Linked DNA regions of Mus musculus: region 1 is linked to region 2. A link is a contact called in public Hi-C data. All regions are on one chromosome and are shown on one strand. The core of a region is the stretch at or near the end of the contact, and the rest is flanking DNA. Distances in the headings are between cores, read along the strand shown.

Evidence for each region. Hi-C and Micro-C count contacts between places; a contact is called where the count stands out from the background.
Region 1: a contact with region 2 is called in a Hi-C map of cortical neurons, with 2.6 times the contacts expected there. The contact joins the promoter of Sh3pxd2b here to the enhancer-like site in region 2. A contact is called at or near these places in 3 of 39 promoter capture datasets (HPC-7-derived erythroid cells, pre-B cells and stem cell-derived epiblast-like cells) and 1 of 484 Hi-C or Micro-C datasets (cortical neurons).

The regions. Positions count from the first base shown.
Region 1 is chr11:32,346,509-32,349,678 of GRCm38.p6, reverse strand. It overlaps Sh3pxd2b (SH3 and PX domains 2B), which reads right to left and starts at 1,839. Exons shown (of 13, transcript NM_177364.4): 1 at 1,711-1,839. The coding sequence starts at 1,785.
Region 2 is chr11:31,758,782-31,762,070 of GRCm38.p6, reverse strand. No RefSeq gene overlaps it. Among named protein-coding and RNA genes, the nearest start is that of Gm39674, 9.1 kb to the right of the region's middle. Within about 2 kb of position 1,985, at least 74 of the 459 cell types and tissues checked have an H3K27ac peak or open chromatin away from gene starts, as enhancers often do. A contact at or near this core is called in cortical neurons, where this site is marked.

The DNA.
Region 1 (3,170 bases), core at 590-3,089, 590 kb before region 2:
GGACACAGAGACTGAAAGAAGTAATATTTAGCAGCCTGGGAGTCGAAGAGCTAAGCTTGCCCAAGCTAGAGGGCTACACATACCTGGCTCAGGGAGCCCTGGACAACTGGCTAGAACCTCAGGGGTACCCCTCAAAGCCACAAAAGTCTGAGCTGATTCCCAGGTTTTGGGAGCGTTCTGTCCAGGGCCTCTGTGGGTGTGTGGGATGTGGAAAGGGGCGTGGTCTGACGGGCCAACGTCTTTGGTCCAACAGGCCTGCTCTGCTCCTTACTGTTAGCTGCCCCATCCTTGAAACAGACTTGAGAAGACCACCACTAAACATGTGTGACACCACAAGGGAGTAGAAGGTGACACCCAGTCCTTGGTGGTTCTATCTATTCTGGTTTGTCGGATCTGGTGGAAGGCGGCATGGAGGAGAATTTCAGACTTCCTCCAGTTGGTGTGTTGCTGAAAACTGTCCCATACCCAAGAGGCAACTCAACAGGCTTCAACAAGAAACCAAGACTTGGCAGCATTTGAAATAGTTAAGGGGGGGGGGGGGGGGAAAGGGAGTGGGGGTGGGGAAACCAAGACAATTTAGCTGAGCTCTGAAGCAGGGAAAACTTAGCTCTATTTAAAGATACCACAGGTCCAGGAAGCAGCCCCCCGCTGGCTGGCCCAGGGCTGAGTTACTGAAGGCCTAGACTATAACAATACACTGGAACACAGCACACCCTTTCTTGTAGAGTACAGTGGATACCCGGCCATCTCCTTTCAGAATTTTATGGGCGACTCAGGGAAGGCATGTATAGCTGTCTGCTTTGTAAGAATGGATCTCTTAAACAAATAGATCCAAAGGGGCTTCCAGGGAGGCCCCTGGCCAGCCTTTCTCCAGCCAACGCCCTCTCTAGTCATTGTTCCTCACTTCTTTGTTAGGATTTTTTTTTCCCTCCCTCTTGCTTTTTTCTTTCCTGGTTAACTTCTTCAGGACTGGCACAGCCACAGGGAAGCCAGTCCCCCTCACACCTGGAGTGAAGTCCCCAGGGCCTCCTCTAAATCCACTGTCCTACTACCCAGAACCTCTGAGGTGGAACCAAGGCCACCTCAACCTCCAACAAAGTCCCCAAGCAGCCTGAGAGGCCACTTCCCACTTGAGGGTCACCGTGGGCCCCAGGCCCATCGTCCACGTTTGAGAATCCTCAGCCTTTGAGTCTCAGCGTTCCCATCTGCAAAATGATGCCAGGGACCCATTTCCTCCACACCTTAGCAGCTCCAAACAAAATTCTCCTGTCACAGAGGGGGGTTACTCCTGGGGAAACTTTCCCACATTGTTAAGCGGAAGTTACAGGGAAGGGGCGCTCAAATGACCCATGCACAGAAGGATGAAGGGCTAGGTTCGCTAATCCTATGAGGCTGGGCGCCTCTGGGTAGGAGGGTGGCCTGAGACCCACGGCTCCGTGGGTTTCTCTCCTGGTTTCTGTCTTAGTCTGCAGCAGCGGCTGGGGCCAGACTTTTGTACGGGTGGGCAAGGCGAGAGCTCGCGAGGAGATGGCGAGGACCAAGGGGCGAGCGGGGAGATGGCGGGGAAGGCACAGGGACCAAGGGCTCGTGGGGAGACAGACAGCAGGGAGGGCGCGGGGACCCGGGGCGCGTGGGGAGACGGCGGTGAGGGCGCGGGGCACAAGTTCTGCGCGGGGCTGGGATCGCCGCGTGGCGCGGACGCCGACTCACATAATGCTTGTTGGGCACGCGCCGCTTCTGCACGTCCAGCACCTTCACCTCCACGATACTGCGCCGCGGCGGCATGGCCGTTCTCCGCGCCCAGCGCCGTGCGGGCCGGGCCGGGCCAAAGCGATCCTTGCCGCCGAGCACTTGCCGCCGCCGCCACCGCCCTCCGCGCCCCGCCCCTGCCCGCCTCCACGCCGCCCGCCCACCCTGCTTAAAGGGCCCTCCCGGCCCGGCCCGGCCACGTCCGCCCGCGGGCCTTTGTCCCCGCGCCCGGCGGGACGGCGCGCTCCGCCCCCCGCGCCCGGGCCTGGCGACTCTAAACCCAGGCACCCAAGCATCTTGCTCGAGCTCTCCATTCCCGTTAAGGGCTCAGGGAGGTTGCCCATCCCCCTCGGTGTGTGAGAACCGCTGGCGTGCCAGTCGCTATAAATCCGATCGCTTGCCCCCAGGGCTGGGGGCGGGGGCTGGGGGTCAGGGAGAGGTGGTCACTAGGTCTCTTGGGTTTACTGTCTATGACAGGGAGAGGAAAAACTGCAAAAATGGCCTGGCAGCCCTGCACAGGGCTGCGAAGGTGAAAGAGAGCAGGGATGCTGGGTAGGTAGCAAGCCCCTGACCCCGTGGGGGACTGAGTCCACACCTGGCCCTGTGCCCTGTCATTATCACGGATGCTCACTTAAAATCTCACAACACCTGGGAGTTGGGGGTCAGGAGGGGATGGTTAATCGCCTTTTACAGAGGACCTGAGGACAGCCTCTAGATTCATGGAGCAGGTGGGTCCAACCCATGGTTGCCCCACACTAAGCAAAGCAAAGCTACAAGTGGCTCCACATCTCTTTTCTCTAGCTCATCCTAGCATTGGCTGGGCGCTCAGTAACTAACAGATGCTGGCTGAATGAATGGATGGATGGATGGATGGATGGATGGACACACATAACACCATGGATAGGAAGTTCAGACTGCAGGTAGTGGTTTCTCAGCCACGAAGCAGGGGTTCCCCTTCAGGCACCTCCCCACCCATAGATCAGTCGAGGAATTTCTTAAGGGAGAGTTCTCGTCAGTCCAGGCAGGCCTTGCAGACTACTTTATTTTGAATCCCTCTGGAAACCCCTCTATTGCCTTTTTGGCTTCTTTGTCCGTGCTTTCTGCTGTTCTGGCCTTGAAGGCTGGTCTGGATGGGCTTCACTAATAGAAGGGGTTACTTGATTGGTACCAGGCCAAGGCGGGAGGATTGTCTTTACCAAAGCCAGTTTTGTACCAAAGATGGCTTTGTGCTGCCTCAGGCACAGGACTATCTTCTTGGCGCTCTTGATTAAGCTGTTCTTACTGACCCACTCGGAGATTGTGGAGAGTGGCATCCATTTGGAACCAGGGCCCTCCCTGGCCCAGTAATTCCCTCCAGTGCACCAGATCCTAAGGTGCTTCCCCAGCAGAGCTGCCACCCAAGGCACCCGCTGGTTTCTCTC
Region 2 (3,289 bases), core at 736-3,235:
GTAGAGGAGTTCCCATCTTGCCTCTTTCTAGAGAACAATCCCGTCTGCTGGGGAAAACACAGATTCTAAAATGATTGACAACGAAATCCATGCCTAAAATGTGGTGGTTTCAATGTGTCTTTCTGAAGTTCAAGTGCTATAAACTCACCCTGCCTCCCCACACCACCCCAAATTTATATGCCAGTATCATGGGAGGTGAGGTCTCTGGCAGACAATTAGTATCAGATGAGGGCCTGAGAGTGGTGCCAGCAAGACAGAACTGATGGCTTTAGAAGAAAGGGAAGAACCAGACTGTGTTTTCCCGTCTGTCATGAGGTGCCATGTACCATTCAGGAGGCAGCACAAGGCCTTCACCAGATGCCAGGTCAATTCTTAGACCACTCAGCTTCTGGACTGTGAGCCAAATAAACCTGTTCTTTTAGAATTACCAGACTCGGGTACTTTGTTACAGCAACAGAAAACGGACTAAGAAACAGGGATAGTTGCTACTGGCACCTTCCTGCACATGCATTTTATGCAACTTCATTCACAGATATTGCAAATGTCACTGTGGAAAGAGATGAGGGGTGGGGGGAATTAAGAGTCTCATAACTCTAGAGCCTGGCCATCTGCCTCTGGGTAACTCTGACAATTGAGTCCCTGACTAGCTTGGGAGGCAGCAACAATTACTACCAAAATACGCGTCTTCTGGCCTCCCACCCCCACCCGTGCACACACTGGTTATTCTTATGCTGAAGATGAAGGGTCCCTAGCTGCTTTTCAGAACTGGGGCACATCTGATAGAGACATTCTGAGTTTGGGTTGTCACATTCTTGCCTGAGAAAGAGTTCAGCAACTTCACTTCCCCTGCGAGCGGGGCCTTGAATTTGACTTTACAAGTTTCTGGCAGGCATGGTTAAGGTGGAGCAGCTAAATGTCCTATGCAGTACTTGAGACTTACTTACTCCTTAAAAATTACTTGTTATTTATCTGAAATTGAGCATTTAATATTTTCATTTGTTTAAATCTAACAAGCTGGAGGTCCAGGCAGGAAGCGGGAACTCACTTGCATGGGTCTGAGCAGCTGGCATCGAGAGTAAAATGCTCTTCTTTTGCTCCATTGAGAGTCTTGTTTGCTTACCGTGAAAAATTGGATTCTGCGGGAAGCCTCAGTGGGAGATGCTTCTGAAAGTTCCAGAAAGTCTTGGGCTCTTGGGGCCTACCCAATCTACTTGGGAAAGGCTCTTCTGGAATCTATTTGATGAGTTTAAACTCCAGGCCATAGAGTTCAGGCTTCAAGACACCTCTTTGTTATAATCCCATTTGAAGCCCTAGTGAATCTGTAAGCCTGAGAAATCATTATTATCATGGGGTTGCAAACCGTGTGGGACTTGGAAGCACCCAAACCTGGGCAGAGGAAGCCCCTCCTCCTTTAGGGAGACTGACAGTTTATCTGGTTACTGAACACCTGCCATATACCCAGTCACACTGAGCATACTTCACCCTTACACCAACATCCTGGGCCAGGCCGCACAATGAGTTCTCTACAAAGGAGGCAAGAAGGCTCAGAGAGGTGGGCTCACTCCTTTGAGGTCATTCAGCTAAGAAATGGCAACAAAAGGATTTGAGCCGCTAGTTGAGTTTCTCTCTGCTGTCAGGGTGGCAGGCAAGACTGTGAGGCCCTGGGGCTGGTGGGAAAGAGAAAGTCAGCTCTCTTCAGCCTATGCACTTCAGAAAGGGACTGTCCCCTCAGGGAAGGCTGGGACCCCATCCAGAGCAGGAACAAAAATTTTAGAATTCTGTTCCATGCCTAAAAATAGCATCAAGCACCAATTTCATGCCAGGCATGGTTGCTAAGAGACCTTCCAGACGTCATCCCGTTTACCCTTAGAGCTGCAGGTGACGTCTATTGTATTATAGGTTTTTTAGCAAATGAGAGGACTGTGTCAAAGACACCAAGTGGAGGACCCAAGGCCACCTAGTGCTCAAACAGGATGAGGCCTTCCACACAGGCTGAAGGGGAGGAGGGAGGCACACAGGAAGTTGTGACTAGGAGCCTGCTCGGGCAGAGCATGAGTGTTCTCATTTCCTCCTGCTATTGTCACAAATTAGTACAAGCCCGGTGTCTTAGCAACACAGATTCATTATCTTCCAGGTTGGAAGGTTGGAAATCCACAATTGATTCCCCTGAGAAAAGGTCAAGGGGCCAGCAGGGCTACGCTGCTTCCTCCGTGCAGGAGATGATTCAGGAACCCATCTGGATCCTCCATCTGCTCTGGACCCAGAGAAAACCTTTTTATCAACAGCTGGAGCTGGTGTTAGTTGAGGCAAGGCTCTTTCAGCCTCTACACCTACAACTGAATCCCTTCTTCCTCATTCCACCTCCGCACACTGGAGGACTTGGGCTCAGCCTGGGGCCATTGTCGCTTCCCCAGCTTTATTACCTACCACCCCTGCGTGTTCACAGGGCCAGATGCACAGACTTAAATTCTATTGATGTCAATGTTTGACTCATTTGACAGCACGATGGATTATTTAGGGAGCTTTAAAATGTCCTGATGTCATCAAACCCGAGTGACTCCATCAGACTCCAGGGAATCCAAAATTTAAACGTAGATTTGTGTGACCAGAACCGCACTGGGGATACAACACAGTTCCAGCTCCCTAAAGTCTCTCGAGCTGGAGATGTGGCTTGGGAGCTTAGCATACTCCGTGCACTGCTTTAGAGAACAAGGCTCAGCTCTGCTTCCCTGGCTGGGCCTGCTCCCATGTTTTCAAAGGAGAAAAAAAGGAAGCCTGAAAAGTCCCTGCTAGAAGAGAAGACTGCAGCTGCCAGTCGGCTGCTCTGCAGAGCACACAGAGATCTTTCTCTCATTGTTTCCCCAGTAAGAACTGGACAAAGCTGTCTGAAGGAAGCCCTGAGTCGAGGAACCCCCTCTTCTTCACTGCACAGCATGGCTGCTAATTTCATGGCCATAACTAGAGGTCAAGGAAAGGTGGTGATGTAGGCAGAAAAGAGAGGGATGGGAGGGAGTCTCAAACTCCAGAATCTTAGCTGAGGATGATATACATCAAGCGGTGTGGGAGGGGGGCTTGAGGTGGCATAGAATTCCATATAAGCTTGTTCATGCCCAGGTGAGCCAGTCCTCAGAGGGGCTGGGGTCACGTTTTATGTGGTGATGTTTGTATACTTAGTTCCTCCTGTGTGTCAGCACCTTACTCCATCTCTGTCTTTACCATATCCCAGAGAGTAGCTAACCTTAATGGTTCTTTTGTACTTATAGAAAAAGTGTTCAGAAAGAGTAAGAAA